Regions from separate parts of the Zea mays genome. Here region 2 is linked to region 1. A link is a contact called in public Hi-C data. All regions are on one chromosome and are shown on one strand. The core of a region is the stretch at or near the end of the contact, and the rest is flanking DNA. Distances in the headings are between cores, read along the strand shown. Region 1 holds the start of LOC100382524. Region 2 holds the start of LOC103653663 (polyadenylate-binding protein RBP47).

The links. A called contact is a pair of places that touch in the nucleus more often than the background predicts.
Region 2: a Hi-C map of tassel shows a contact between it and region 1, with 4 times the contacts expected there. The contact joins the promoter of LOC103653663 here to the promoter of LOC100382524 in region 1. A contact is called at or near these places in 3 of 25 Hi-C or Micro-C datasets (leaf, root tip and tassel) and 1 of 3 datasets of contacts at active chromatin or transcription factors (leaf).

The regions. Positions count from the first base shown.
Region 1 is chr4:127,240,701-127,247,632 of Zm-B73-REFERENCE-NAM-5.0, forward strand. It overlaps LOC100382524, which reads right to left and starts at 4,332. Exons shown (of 9, transcript NM_001361654.1): 1 at 3,947-4,332; 2 at 3,317-3,488. The coding sequence starts at 4,195.
Region 2 is chr4:127,779,525-127,786,456 of Zm-B73-REFERENCE-NAM-5.0, forward strand. LOC103653663 (polyadenylate-binding protein RBP47) reads left to right here and starts at 3,078. Exons shown (of 6, transcript XM_008680491.2): 1 at 3,078-3,602; 2 at 4,176-4,629; 3 at 5,089-5,144; 4 at 6,797-6,927. The coding sequence starts at 3,216.

The DNA.
Region 1 (6,932 bases), core at 3,082-5,581:
GCGCACAACGCGTACCATGACGGCGAGCCGTTGCGGTATCATACGGTGCAAGACCTTCTCATCGACCCGTCGATGTCGGGCCTGACGTCTCGTGATATGGCGGCGGAGTTACATCATGCGTGCGACGACGGCGAGCCTCGGTCTTTAGCGAAGGCCGAGAGACACGCGGCATGGCATGTCGCGATGAAGTCGGACATGGGTGTGGTTGAGATAAACCGCACCTAGGAGCTCACTGACCTCCCTCGTGGTCACCGCATGATCACCCTTAAGTGGGTGTTCAAATTGAAGAGAGATGAAGCCGATGCCATCATCAAGCACAAGGCTCGCTTGGTGGCACGCGGTTTCTTGCAGCAGGAGGGGATCAACTTCGACGATGCCTTCACTCCCGTGGCATGGATGGAATCCGTGCACCTCCTCGCGCTGCCAGCCCAGGAGGGCTGGCCTGTTCATCACATGGATGTCAAGTCGGTGTTTCTTAACGACTTAAAGGAGGTCTACGTCCAACAGCCACCAGGATTTGCAACCTCTGGCAAGGACGCCCTCTATGGCTTGCGACAGGCACCGAGGGCGTAGAATGCCAAGCTTAGTAACCGGGAACAAGGAACTTGGCCACATTCCTCGTTCCGGGAACATTCGTTCCGTTCCGGGAACGTGGGAACAATCTCGATCCAGTAGTGTTAAATCCTAGTTTTAGTAGCGTACCGCGTTCCCGTTCCTCGATCCCATCGATCCGGGAACCTGGTTACTAAGATGCTAAGTTGGATTCCACACTAAAGGGGATGGGCTTCAAGACAAGCCCGCACGAGGCGGCCACCTACCGGCAGGGCAATGTTAGAAATGCCCTGTTGGTGGGTGTCTACGCCGACGACCTGGTGATCACTGGCACTAAGGATGCAGAGGTGACAGCGTTTAAGGAAGAGATGAAGGCCACCTCCCAGATGAGTGACCTGGAGCATCTCTCCTTCTACCTGGGGAATGGGATCGAGGATTCGAGGTGCACCAGGGTGACTCCGGGATCACACTTCGTCAGACCGCCTACGCCAAGTGCGTCGTTGAGCTGGCTGGGCTCATCGGCTGCAACTCAGCTCTCACTCCGATGGAGGAGAGGCTGAAGCTGAGCCACGACAGCACACGGAGGAGGTGGACGCTACGCAGTACCAATGTCTTGTGGGGAGTCTTCGCTACCTCGTCCACACACGACCGGACTTGGCATACTCCGTCGGCTACGTTAGTCGGTTCCTTCAGCGACTGACGACGGAGCACGATCAAGCTGTGAAGAGGATCATCCGCTATGTTGCGGGGACTCTCGACCACGATCTCCACTACCTGAGGTGCCCTAGGGAGGCACAGCTTGTCGGGTACAGCGACAGTGACCATGCCAGCAACATCGACACTAGCAAGAGCACGAGCAGAATTCTCTTCTTCCTCGGCAAATGCCTCATTAGCTAGCAGTCGGTCAAGCAGCAGGTGGTGGCCATGTCCAGCTGCGAGGCCGAGTACATAGCGGCCCCACCGCTTCAACTCAGGCGCTCTGGCTTGCTCGACTACTTGGTGCCTTGGCAGCTTGAGCAGCGATGGAACTTAGGGTGGATAGCCAGTCCACTCTGGCCTTGGCCAAGAAACTCGTGTTCCATGAACGGAGCAAACACATCCGGGTGAGGTACTACTTCATCCGAGACTGTTTGACATAAGGGAGCATCAAGACATGCTACATCAGTACCAAGGATTAGCTTGTGGACCAACTCACCAAGCCCCTTAGGAGGATCAAGTTCCTTGAGCTTTGCTCCAAGTCTGGGATGGCTCAACTTTCTCACAAGACAACGCACAAGACTTAAGGGTAGAATGATGAAATAAGTCTTATAGCCTTTGTGGAGGACTACAATTAGGACAGACTACAGTTAGTACAACACCTTTAGCATCTAAGGACAGCATCTGCAGTTAGGACAGCACCTTTAGCATCTAAGGACAGCATCTTTGCTGTTAGGACAGTACCTTTAGCATCTGTGTAATCCAGCCTTTGATGGACAGCACCTTTGTAGTCTTAGAGAAACAACATCTCTGTATGTGTAGCATCTCTAGGAGCACCTTAGTGTATGCTCGGCAGCCCTTAGAGATATAAATATGTAACCCCAACCCTTAGAAGGGTATGGCATTGTGTAGTGTGTGGGGAATAAACAAGAAAAATTGCTCCAACTCATAGTGTCATCCTCTCGATTAGAGTAAGAGTCTCGTTGCTTACACTTGTGAACAGATCTTCGGTGGTTGATATCAAAGGAGCACTCATAGCTCAAGTCCTTGTTGATTATCTTTCAATCTGGATTTGGTGGATGGAATGGTGTTGCAGCCTGAAATTCCTGACCGACATATTTGGAAGTCATCCTCTTCTAGAGCTTATTCTTGTAAATCAGCCTATCAAGCGATGTTTATAGGAACCATTCAGTTTTCTCCATGGAGAAAAATCTAGAAAAGTTGGGCTCTAGCAAATTGCAAGTTCTTTGCTTGGTTGGCTATCAACAATAGGTGCTAGACCTCAAATAGGTTGGCTAAGCGAGGGCTGCCCCATCAGCCAGCATGCCGGTTTTGTGATTAGGCGGAGGAAACCATTCAGCATATTCTATTCTCCTGTGTGCTGTCCAGAGAAGTTTGGGAAAGGATTTTGAGGAAACTCAACCTTAACATGGTTCCACGCCCCGATGCCTCTAGCCGGTTCTGGTCCTGATGGAGTAAGGCAGCAGCTGCTATCCCCAAAGAGTTTAAAAAAGGGTTCAATTCCTTGGCCATCTTGGTCACTTGCGAGTTGTGGAAGCACAGAAAACGCTTGCGTGTTCAATGGTGCTCATCCTTGGACTCAAACGATTTAGGCTCAAGTGACCGCTGATTCCCATATGTGGTGCCTGGCTGGGGCTTCTAACCCCATGAAGCTCCTCCTATGGGAGGCTCCTACCCATTAGGCTGGTGTGGCCTAGAGTGGTCTTAGGGTGGTTGTGTTCAGTTGTTGTGTAGTGTGTTTCAAGTGTGTTGGGGGTGTTATAACCCCCATTGTAACAAATTATTTTCTTCCTTAATGAAATGACACACAGTTCTCCTGCGTTGTTCTAAAAAATAGATTTTAGATATGTGCTACACGAATATGTTGTGTATGTATGACAGTGGCGATAGACACAATAACATCCGAAATTATGATATCAGATCTCAATCTTATTTATGTTGTCTCTACAAGATAACAGACAAGGAAAAGAACCTAGACAGATAGACAAGTTCATCGACACAATAAATAGATATTAATCGATGGTGCATTAGTTTTTGTATCACACACCTTTAGTCTGGAAATCTTTATCCGTTTTAACGAATGCAGCAACCAGCGCTCTTGGGAGTGCAGCAAGCCAGTCTTCCCTGTTGAGATCAGCAGGGACCGCGTTCAAGATGTTGTTCAAGAGATTCTCTTTGGTGTAAATTGCGGCCCCGTTCCCATTGTGCCCATCAAACAGCTGTAACATGAAGACAGCGCTTAGAAATAGGGCTTGTTTGGTGATCCAAGCTCAAGCATGCATTTTCCTATATAAACACTTTTAACCACCTACGTTGGCGTAGAAGGAGCATCGCATGAAGGCATTCCTTTATGGGTTACCCTTCTTTTATACATCGATGCGAGTAGACCGTGAAGGGTTGTCATGGATGTTCCATACCAAGGATAAGTGAAATGCGACCCAAAATGGCAAAATCAGAGCTCCTGTTCCGCACGAGACGAATCCTAATTGCCGACACCCACATATCCCAAATACGAAATTCACCCTGAAACCTATAATATTTGGCGCACCCTAGCCGATCGTTCATCGCCACCCCACCTAGATGCCTCCAGGCATGGCAGCGATCCACGTGACGCCAGATCGGGGGCAGCGATCGCGATGGGAGGGGATAGAGAGAGAGAACGGGGGGCTGCGCTTACGCCGAAGGCGGAGAAGGAGGAGGACGGGACGCCGGGGACGCGCTCGCATTCGAGCTTGAGGAATGTGAAGTCCTCGCCTTTCTTGGCCTGGCTGAAGAGGCCCGAGTGCAGCTCCGGTCGCTCCGATGCGGTGCGCTCGCTGGCCACCTCCCGCCTCAGCAGCAAGGCCAGCGGCACCGCGGCGCCTCCCCCTGCGCTGCTGCCGCCACCGGTGCTCCCGCCGCTCGTAGACCCCGAGCGTGAAGACATCTCCCTGCCAGGCCGCCGCTGCAACTACCGCCGCGGCGCCGAATCCAGTGTGCAGGCCAGCGAGCGAGGCGGGCGGTCCCCGTGCCTCTCACCCCTTTTGGTGGTGGAGGCGAGAAGAGAGGAGGGTGGTGGTGGAGGTGGTGCGAGGAAGAGGAAGAGAGGAGAGGGCGGTTGGATGGGTCACATGGGAGACGAGACGAGGAGAATTTGGACGAGTACGGGACGCGGAAATCCAGCCCGCCACGCGCATTACACAATTTCGGCAAAGGTAGGCAGGCCGATGAGGGGCCCCCGTTTTTTTTTTTCTTTGAAGGGCTCCAGCCTCCAGTTACAAAGGGCATGTTTGACTGTTTGAGACTCCACTGTGCTCTCGAGCTACAAATTTTCTCGTGTGGTTTAAGTAGTTAAGTGTGTGTTTGGTTACTGTATGCAAGGCACCTTTTCATCTAGGCAACAATTTGAGCCCAGCCGATGAAAATTCTACGCCTGGAAAGTATTGTTTGGCCTAGGCAAATTTTCAGACTGCAAACCAAGCATACCCTAAGTCATACGCGTGCAAAGTCTAAGTTTTTGCATGGTTGTGGGGAAACAGTTAGCAGTTCGTTTTCTCAAAGCTTGGCTGTGCGCAGCACAAGACGAGCTATTTTCCTTTGTGGCTGGTGGCTCGCGCGGGAAGGTGAAACCTCCGCACGCGCTCAGTATCGACGAATCCTCTCGTACTTAAGCTGATTTCGTTGTGTGTCCTTCCTTACTCTTTGAGCTCGTTGCCCTCATTCCTCTCTCGTGAGATACCGGTGGTGCTGAGCAGTGGTGTGTGGTGCCGGCGACCTCCATCGGTGGCCTTCGACTCTGTTCGCCCAACTTCGAGACTCGTCGGCGTGACGCTGCTCCAGCGACTGCAAGGACTCCGAGCTGTTGGACTTCTTCCTCTCCTCTTCGTCCCCATCTGCTCCCCCACCATGCCGATCGGCTTCCTCTACTTTCAGATCTGATTCCTCTCTATTGCAACGACCTCGAACCCAAGGTGAAATTCACCCGCAATCTTCTATTTTTCCTGGTCCCTGATTCTGTTAGGGTTTCCTTCAATACATATTGTTCTTGATTTGTTCTAGCCTATTTTGGTTGATTTGAGGATGTCCTATCTACTTTGTTATGCTAGGTATAGTTGTTGCGAGTTTGTTTTTCATGTGGTTAGCTTGGAATTTTTACATGAAATGGTCAATGATGTTGTCCTATGTGCACCTAGAGGCCTCATCTTGATGATACAGTTGTGCTCTTTGTTTGTGTAAGGAAAATGGACTCGGGCCGTTTGGCTCAAAAGGTTTTCATGTTTGATGATCAACATAACATGTGGACTAATATGTTTGCTAATGCTTATGTTTATAGGATGCGAAGAGGATTGAACTAAGACACTAAGGATGCAACACCTTAAAAGAAGACATAAAAGATGTGTAGAAGCCCAAGTCTCAAGAAGAAAAGAAGCCCAAAAGAAACAGCGAAGAAATCCATGAAGTGGGCAGTCAGCCAGCGCACTAGTGGTGCATCGGACAGTTGAACAGTAACATGTCCGATGTACACTAGACTGTCTGGTGGGACAACGGGCAGTCTGCGCAGAGAGGCCCACAACGGACTGTTCGGTGGGACACCGGGCAGTCTGTAGCACCGGACAGTCTGGGTAACAGTCAGATCCAACGATCGACTGCTACAGACCCCAAGGGTCGGCTGACGTGGCAGGGCACCGGACAGTGAACAGTGCTTGTCCGGTGTGCATCGGACTGTCCGGTGTGCCCATCGACAGAAAACTGTTGCTTCTGTCCAACGGCTATAATTGTGGGGGAAGGCTATAAATACCCCCAACCGGCCATTTCAAGGTGTGGGAGCCCAAGCAACATATCAAGGCATATTGTAGACATTTCCAAGTGCTCAAACACCAAAGTGCTTAATAGAATCACTCAGTGATTAGCGTAGATGCTTTGTGAAGTGTTTAGGTTAGTTAGACCGCTTATGCGCTTGCTCTAGGTGAATCCTAGTCAGTTGAGTGAGTTTAGAAAAACCACACAACCCCTCGGCTCTTACGTGAGTCGTTGTAATTGTACCGAGTGGGGCGAGACTCTTGCGAGACCGTGACAACTGTGTTTGTGTTACGGCCGCCACCGTGTACCAGAGGGAACGAGGCCCGTGGTGTTTCAGCCGAAAGCTCGATAGTGGAGACGGCGGACAGCGTCCGAGAGGAGCCAGAAGCAGAGCACCACTTGCACGTGGAGAAGGCCCGTGACTCTCTACGGAGTTACTCGACCGTGGTGCTTGGCCCTCGCGTGGGCTACCCTTTGCGTAGGGGTATCAACGAGGATTAGTCGGAACCTTGCGTGGTTCGAGATACCTCAGTAAAAATATCGGCATCATCCACGAGAATTTGCATCTCTACCTTGCTCTTTACCTTCCGCATTTACATTAAGTATTTAAGTTTCAATCTTGTCTTTTTGGTAGATTGTTTAGATTGAAACTTAGCCTTTGCGGTAGAGATAGCAACACTTAGACAAAACCTAGTTTGCACATTCTGGTTTGATTATTTGCATAGGTTTTGCTCTAGGTTTTATTTATGGCCTAGTTTAGAGAAAGTTTTAAAAGTCCTAATTCACTCCCCTCCCTCTTAGGCATCACTGTTTCCTTCAATTGGTATCAAAGCCTGGTTTGGCTCATTTGAAACACTTTAGCTTCACCGCTAAAAGAGTCAACA
Region 2 (6,932 bases), core at 1,828-4,327, 540 kb after region 1:
TGGCTTCTTCTCCGTCACGTGTAACCCTGGCAGTGGAACGTACCCTTGCCATTTGACGATGAATTTTTGATGAAGTTGTTGACTTTTTTAATTTTCCCGAAGCTCCTCCACTTGTGACGAAGCAAAACCAACAGCGGTGCTTCGGTTGAGTGCGATGAACAAGCTTTGGCTATGGTCAAATTTTTGGCAGCAAAACAGTGCAATAGCAATGAATGCTGTGGTAACTTCACACTTACCCGTCTGTTTATATAGTGCCGCAGGTGGGAAGGTGAATCGTCAAGTCTTCCGCACCGGACGAACAGTTGCCCGCACCCACTGAATGGTGGGCCACAGAACCCGAGAAGGTGAATCGCCAGGACGCGCGTACTCGTTGCATGGTGGGACCATTTCACGCTCGGAATATTGTGATCGTTTCTCGGCAACGAGCTTAGGGAAGGTGTTTTCGGACCTTCGGCTCTCCGAAGCATGGGAGACTTTTTCACGGATCAAGCTCGTTACGAAAAACGATCTAGCACCGCGAAGGGGCTACTGTTGGGGGTATGCTTCGTCGCCGAAGATCCTGTAAGAAGAAACACCTTCACCAGATGCTCTCAAAAGCAGTGTCGAAGCTATCATCCATAAAGCTTCGGCATAGTGGCATGTCTCAAGACGAAGGATTGCACCGACTTAAAGATGAAATGACTGATTGATCCATGAGAGTCTGTGTCATAATCGTAATCTTTTGTAAAGGGCATGAATGTAATATCTCACAGGTTGTGCCCTGTGCCTATAAATAAATGAACAATACCCCGTACTGTTCACACTGACTTGTATTCATTCGCACGTCACACTCGGATTCTCACCTTCTGTCAAGCCGAAGGTATAAATGTAATTCAATATTATCCATGTTTATTCATGATTATATAATAAAAATGTCTGAATGATATCATATGATTATTCATGTTTTGTATGTGTCATATGATCCTGCTTTCCATTGTATATTGAGATGATGAAGGTACGTCCTTCATGACCTTCGTCTGAAGATCATTATATCCTAAGGGAAATAATGCTTCGAAGGACGAAGGTCTTTAATCATTAACTTTTGTGTTGCCTTGTTCTTAATTCATAGCATTTGAGAACAAGTCCCCAACAGAACCCATACCAAATCACCATGTTCTAATTTTAGCTCCTTCCTACCTTTACTAGTAGCAATGCAATACTTTCGTTCATCTTTTCAATTTGCAACTGAGTTGTTTCATGCAACTTAAGTATAAATACAAAACATTGTGTAGCATTTGTAGAAAATGGTGACGCCTAAGAGGGGGTGAATTAGGACTTCTAAAAACTTCTTTCTTAACTAGGCCACAAAATAAACCTTAGAACAAAACCTATGTAAATAAGCAATCTAGAATGTGCAAACTAAGTTTTGTCTATGTGTTGCTATCTCTACCACAAAAGGAGTTATGCAACCTAAGTTCCAATCCTTTATATTATACACTAAGAAGAGTAGAGATTGCAACTTAAGTAGAGAGAGAGAGAGTAAATGCGGAAGATTAAAGAGCTAGTAGAGAAAGCATAGGTTTTGTTCTAAGGTTAGTTAGACCGTTATTGCTCTTTTGCTCTAGGTGATTAGCGTAGGTATTTTGCGAAGTGCTTTAGGTTAGTTAGACTACTATTGCGCTTTTGCTCTAGGTTGTTCCAAGTTAGTTAAGTGAGTTTAAAATAGTAAAAAAGTATCCTAGTCACTTTTAGCTCCTAAGGAGGAGCTAAACTTTAGTCAATTTGCTTTAACTCTTGGATCAAAACAAGCCTTTAGACGAATTTATAAGGGAGTTTAGGCTACTATCATGTTATGCTATATCTGGTTACTGAAAATTACATTACCGCATGTTATATAAATATATAATATATTATTTATGTGGATAGTTCTAAGAAATATTATAATCATTTTCATCTTATTGTGTTTGTTCCATTTCATATTAAATTAGCAACATGGTAGTATATATACTAAAATGGATTGTGTCTATATGCAAGCATTAAATACCTTGCAAACAGTTAAATAAATAACCTATTGTATACTAGCATATAGTCCGTGCTAACGCTATGATCCCAGAGATGGAGGAGAGAGGTCGACGATGACGAGGGGGAATGAGTGATGATGTAAGATCCAAATAATATTGTACATGGATTTGAGTAAGAGAGAAGATGTTATCCATCGATCTGAATCGTTGGTTTTGATTTTGTGTTAAGTATGATGTAATTTGTTTGGTGGATATAATGGATGATATGATTGTGTGGATGATTTGATTCTGTGTTTTGTAAAGTTTAAACTGGTGAATTATATAGTGCTATAGATATATGGTCTGTTTGGTTCAACTTTTTTCTGACCAACTTTTATGAGAATCTGGCTGTGAGAAGAATCTGATTGTGGAGAGAATTTGATTATCGTTAGAATTATGTGCGGAGGAAGATGAATATATTCATAGGGTTCAGGATCTAGAAAGTAATGGATTCCTACTATTACAATAACTCGACGAATTATGTGTTTATATTGATTTTGGATAGTTTTTAACAAATCAAGTTTTATAAAAGTTGGGTATTTGGTATTCAACATCAACTTTTGGTGGCCAGAACTTATGAAAAGCTGAAACAATCATGACCATAGTTACGTGTTATAATCTAAAGACTAGCTTCGTCCATAGATTATACATGCCCAAACGTCATGCTAATTACTTTCACGTAATCTGCTACTGAAATTAATGATTTTGTAGCATTCCATGTTTTTTAATGCGACTGGTTCCAAATCTACAGACAGTCACTTCAAGTCCAGTTACCGGCCCAGCCTATTATTGCCTGGTAACTGAGCCACATTTCGTCCAGAAATAGCAAAACATCAGCCGCATGCCCGCATATCCACAAAAGTAGCAGCAGCGCCAGCGGCCAGCCGCCAGCGCACCACCCCATTCGACCATTCCCTAAAATCTCCTACTCCGTACCCTACCGGGCCCATGCGTCAGTGTCTTCAACGCCCACCCATCGAACGGCCGCGCCATCGCGAAATCCTAGATCGCACGGCCGAGATCTCTCAGCAACGACATATAAAAATGTAGCGTCAGCCTCTGCGCACGAGCTCTCTCCTCTCTTTCCGCCTCCATCCGACCACCCCCGCGAGCTTCGACAGTTCGACACACGCGGCCGCCCCTTCCCGGCTCCAGCCACACCCCCCGGAGGCGGCGATGCAGATGGCAGCGGCAGTTGCCCCCACCGACGCCCCGGCCTCGGCGTCTGCGGCGGCGGCGCCCTCCCGCCCCCACGCGCACGCCGCGGCAGCGGTGGCGGCCGCGTCGCCTCACCCGCACGCACTGCATCCGCATCACCATATGCCGCAACCGCGGTGGGTGGTCATCCCATACCCTCCTCCACACCATCCCATGGTGGCCGCGCCGCCGCCACCTTCTCTGCAGTTTGTGAAGCATTTTACGCCGCCGTCCTCGGTAACACCGCCGCCGCCGACTGGATCCGGCGGGAACGGGGGCGAGGATAACCGGACCATCTGGGTGGGCGACCTGCAGTACTGGATGGACGAAAACTATCTTCACAGCTGCTTCGGCTCTAGCGGCGAGGTTCCTTCTCTCTCACAGAGCCTGCTCCTCCTCTGATCCAGCATTATCCGTACTGGATCTCTCGAATCCAGCTAGGTTTATTCCATGGCTTAGTGTTGATTCGTCTATACTGTGCTGTAACAGGCTTAGTGGCGTAGTTTTGCGGCAAATCCTGGTTTGGTAACGAAAAAGGAATATGTGATATTATTCTGTTGAATTGTGTTGGTAAGGTAGCAACGTAGTCACATTCTCAGTTAAGGCTACTGTATTTGATCTAAATGGATTATCACTTTAATATATTGTTCACGAATGTCTGTGTTTCTTTGAGAGACTTGCTCTACCACTAACTATCTTTTATTCCATTCATTACTGATTGCCAATTAGCTAGTTATCTGCTATTGTGTTGTTATAAGGTAGTGAAGTCATCAGTTTTTCAGTTAAGACCACTATGTTTGGCTTAAATGGTTTACCCTTTTCTTTGCTGCATCAAGTAAGATTTTGTTGTCTTTTCTTTGAGAGATTTGCTCCATCATTACGTTACCATTTTCTCCATGCGTTACTAATTGCTGTATCACTATTCATCTGCTATTGTAGGTGGTGAATATTAAAGTCATTCGCAATAGACACTCGGGAGTTTCTGAGGGTTATGGTTTTATAGAGTTTTATACTCACGTTTCAGCAGAGAAGGCACTGCAGAATTTTTCTGGTCACGTAATGCCTAATACTGACCGGGCTTTTAAGTTAAACTGGGCATCATATAGTATGGGAGAAAAACGCTCGGAAATTTCGTCTGATCACTCGATATTTGTTGGCGATTTGGCTGTTGATGTTACTGATGCGATGTTGCTGGAACTTTTTTCTAACAAATACCGATCGGTGAAAGGAGCTAAAGTTATTATTGATGCAAACACAGGCCGTTCTAGAGGCTACGGCTTTGTTAGGTTTGGAGATGATAATGACAAAATTCATGCAATGACTGAAATGAATGGTGTTTACTGTTCCACAAGACCAATTCGTGTAGGACCAGCGACTCCTAGAAGATCTCAAGGTATTTCCAGAATTGAAGTTTTTTATTTAGGCTGTGACTCCAGTTACTATTTTACAAATCTATAATGCTTTTTTCCATATTCCATGATCTTGACTATATATTAGTCAATGCTATCTGTTGAGAATTTTATTGCTACCATAGAAATTTCCCTGTTACAAATATGCAATGAGTTCCACACATATAACTGGGAGTTGTAACAATCAATTTTGTGGCATATCTATTCTTTATTGCTCAATGCTATGAGTTTTTAAGGTGGTGGTTATATTTCAATATTTTGGGTAGATGTAACATGTTACTACATGCATCGTGCATACATCTTCAAATAGGTCATATTTTGGGGGCCTGGTTTTCCTATCATCTACTCCAGTAATTGGGGCTCTATCGGCTGGTGTGCAGGTTTTTTTTAAACATAATTTTCCCATTTGACATGCCTTTTGATTTTATAGTTGCTTATTTTAGGTGATTCTGGCACTTCTCCACCAAGGCAATCTCATGTTGACTCTACTAACAGGACGGTATGCTCCACTTGTTAGTGGGTTTGGTTATCTTAAGCGCATCTGTTTACTGATAAGAGTTATTACTAGCCTCGCTCTACTTTACTTGCTGTTGGACTTGGAAAGTTCTCTCATGCATGCCTTTCATCATTAGTTTTTTTTGGGAAAATATGTTTGCGGAAGGTGAAAAAAGTATATAGCGACGCAAAATGCTTTTGGGAGCTAAATATGTTCCGCAAAAAGTAAAAAAAGTATATAGTGATATGAAAAATTCTTTTGAGATAGTGTTGCAGCCTTCTATTGAAGACAAACATGTGTTCAGTATTGCCCCAGACGGTAACTATTCAGCTAAAGTGGCTTACGAAGGGTTCTTCATGGGATCTACCTATTTCAGCCACTTCTTCGGTCAGAGGTCTGGTTAGCAAGGGGCTCAATTCTCTGATTGTTTTGGGGGCCTACATTATCTGGAACCATCACAACAAATGTGTCTTTGATAACTGGAATCCTAATGTGTCTTTAGTCATTAGGATGGCTCTGGATGAAAATGGATGTGGGAAATGGCTAGGGCTAAAGGACTTTCCTATCTGTCTGCCCCTCTTCTTGAGGTTTAGCCTCGGGGGGAGTTTTTTTTCGAAAAACGCAGGAGAACTGCGCCTCATTATATTAAGAAGAAAAAACAAGGTCTAAGGAGACCAGATACAATAAGACAGACTTCCTTACAGAGGTCGAAAAACCAAAATAATCCATCTGAAACAACAAACTACTACTGATGAAAACATCCTCCGAGGCTAAACCTCAAGAAGGGGGGCAGACATATAGGAAAGACCTTTAGCCCCAGCCATTTCCCACATCCATCTTTCCTCCAGAGCCATCCTAATGGCTAAAGACACATTAGGGATCCAGTTATCAAAGACACATCTGTTGCGGTGGTTCCAAATAATGTAAGCCTCCAAAGCGATCAGAGAATTCAGTCCCTTTCTAACCAGACCACTGACCGAAGAAGAGGCTTCTTCCCACCAGCTCATGAAGGAGGCCAAACCAAATTGAGGGGCGATCCTATGAAGGTCAAAAGTCCTCAGCAGCTGAAACTAGAAAATCCTTGAGAAACACAGGAAACCAGGAGATGGTCTAAAGTTTCCTCCTCTTGATCACATAGAGGGCATTTCGGAGGGTGATCAAGCCCTCTTTTAGCTAATATGTCAGCGGTCCAGCACCTATTATGCGCAACAAGCCAAAGAAAAAAAATCTGCATTTAGGCGGGGCCTAGGTTCTCCACACCCTAGGATAGTGGTTGAAATAGGTATATCCCATGAAGAATCCTTCGTAAGCCACTTTTGCTGAATAGATACCGTCTGGGGGGAGTTTAGACCAGTAGTAGTTTGTTGTTTCAGATGGATTATTTTGGTTTTCTGGTTTTTCGGCCTCCGTAAGGAAGTCTGTCCTATTGTACCTGATCTCCTTAGACCTTTTTTTTTCCTTCTTAATATAATGAGGCGCAGTTCTCCTGCGTTGTTCGAAAAAATGCTTTTGGAAGCTAATTAACTAATATCATTTTTTTGTAACAGATCCAAATACTAACAACGTATATTTGTAGTCAATATTTTATATGGTTGTCCTCACATTCTAGGATGATGAACTGAAGTGCTATTTCAATACTTGTTATAACGCTATAGGTATATGTTGGTGGGCTTGACCCCAATGTTAGCGAAGATGAACTGAGGAAAGCATTTGCAAAATATGGTGATCTTGCCTCTGTCAAAATTCCTTTTGGGAAACAATGTGGGTTTGTTCAATTTGTAAACAGGTAAA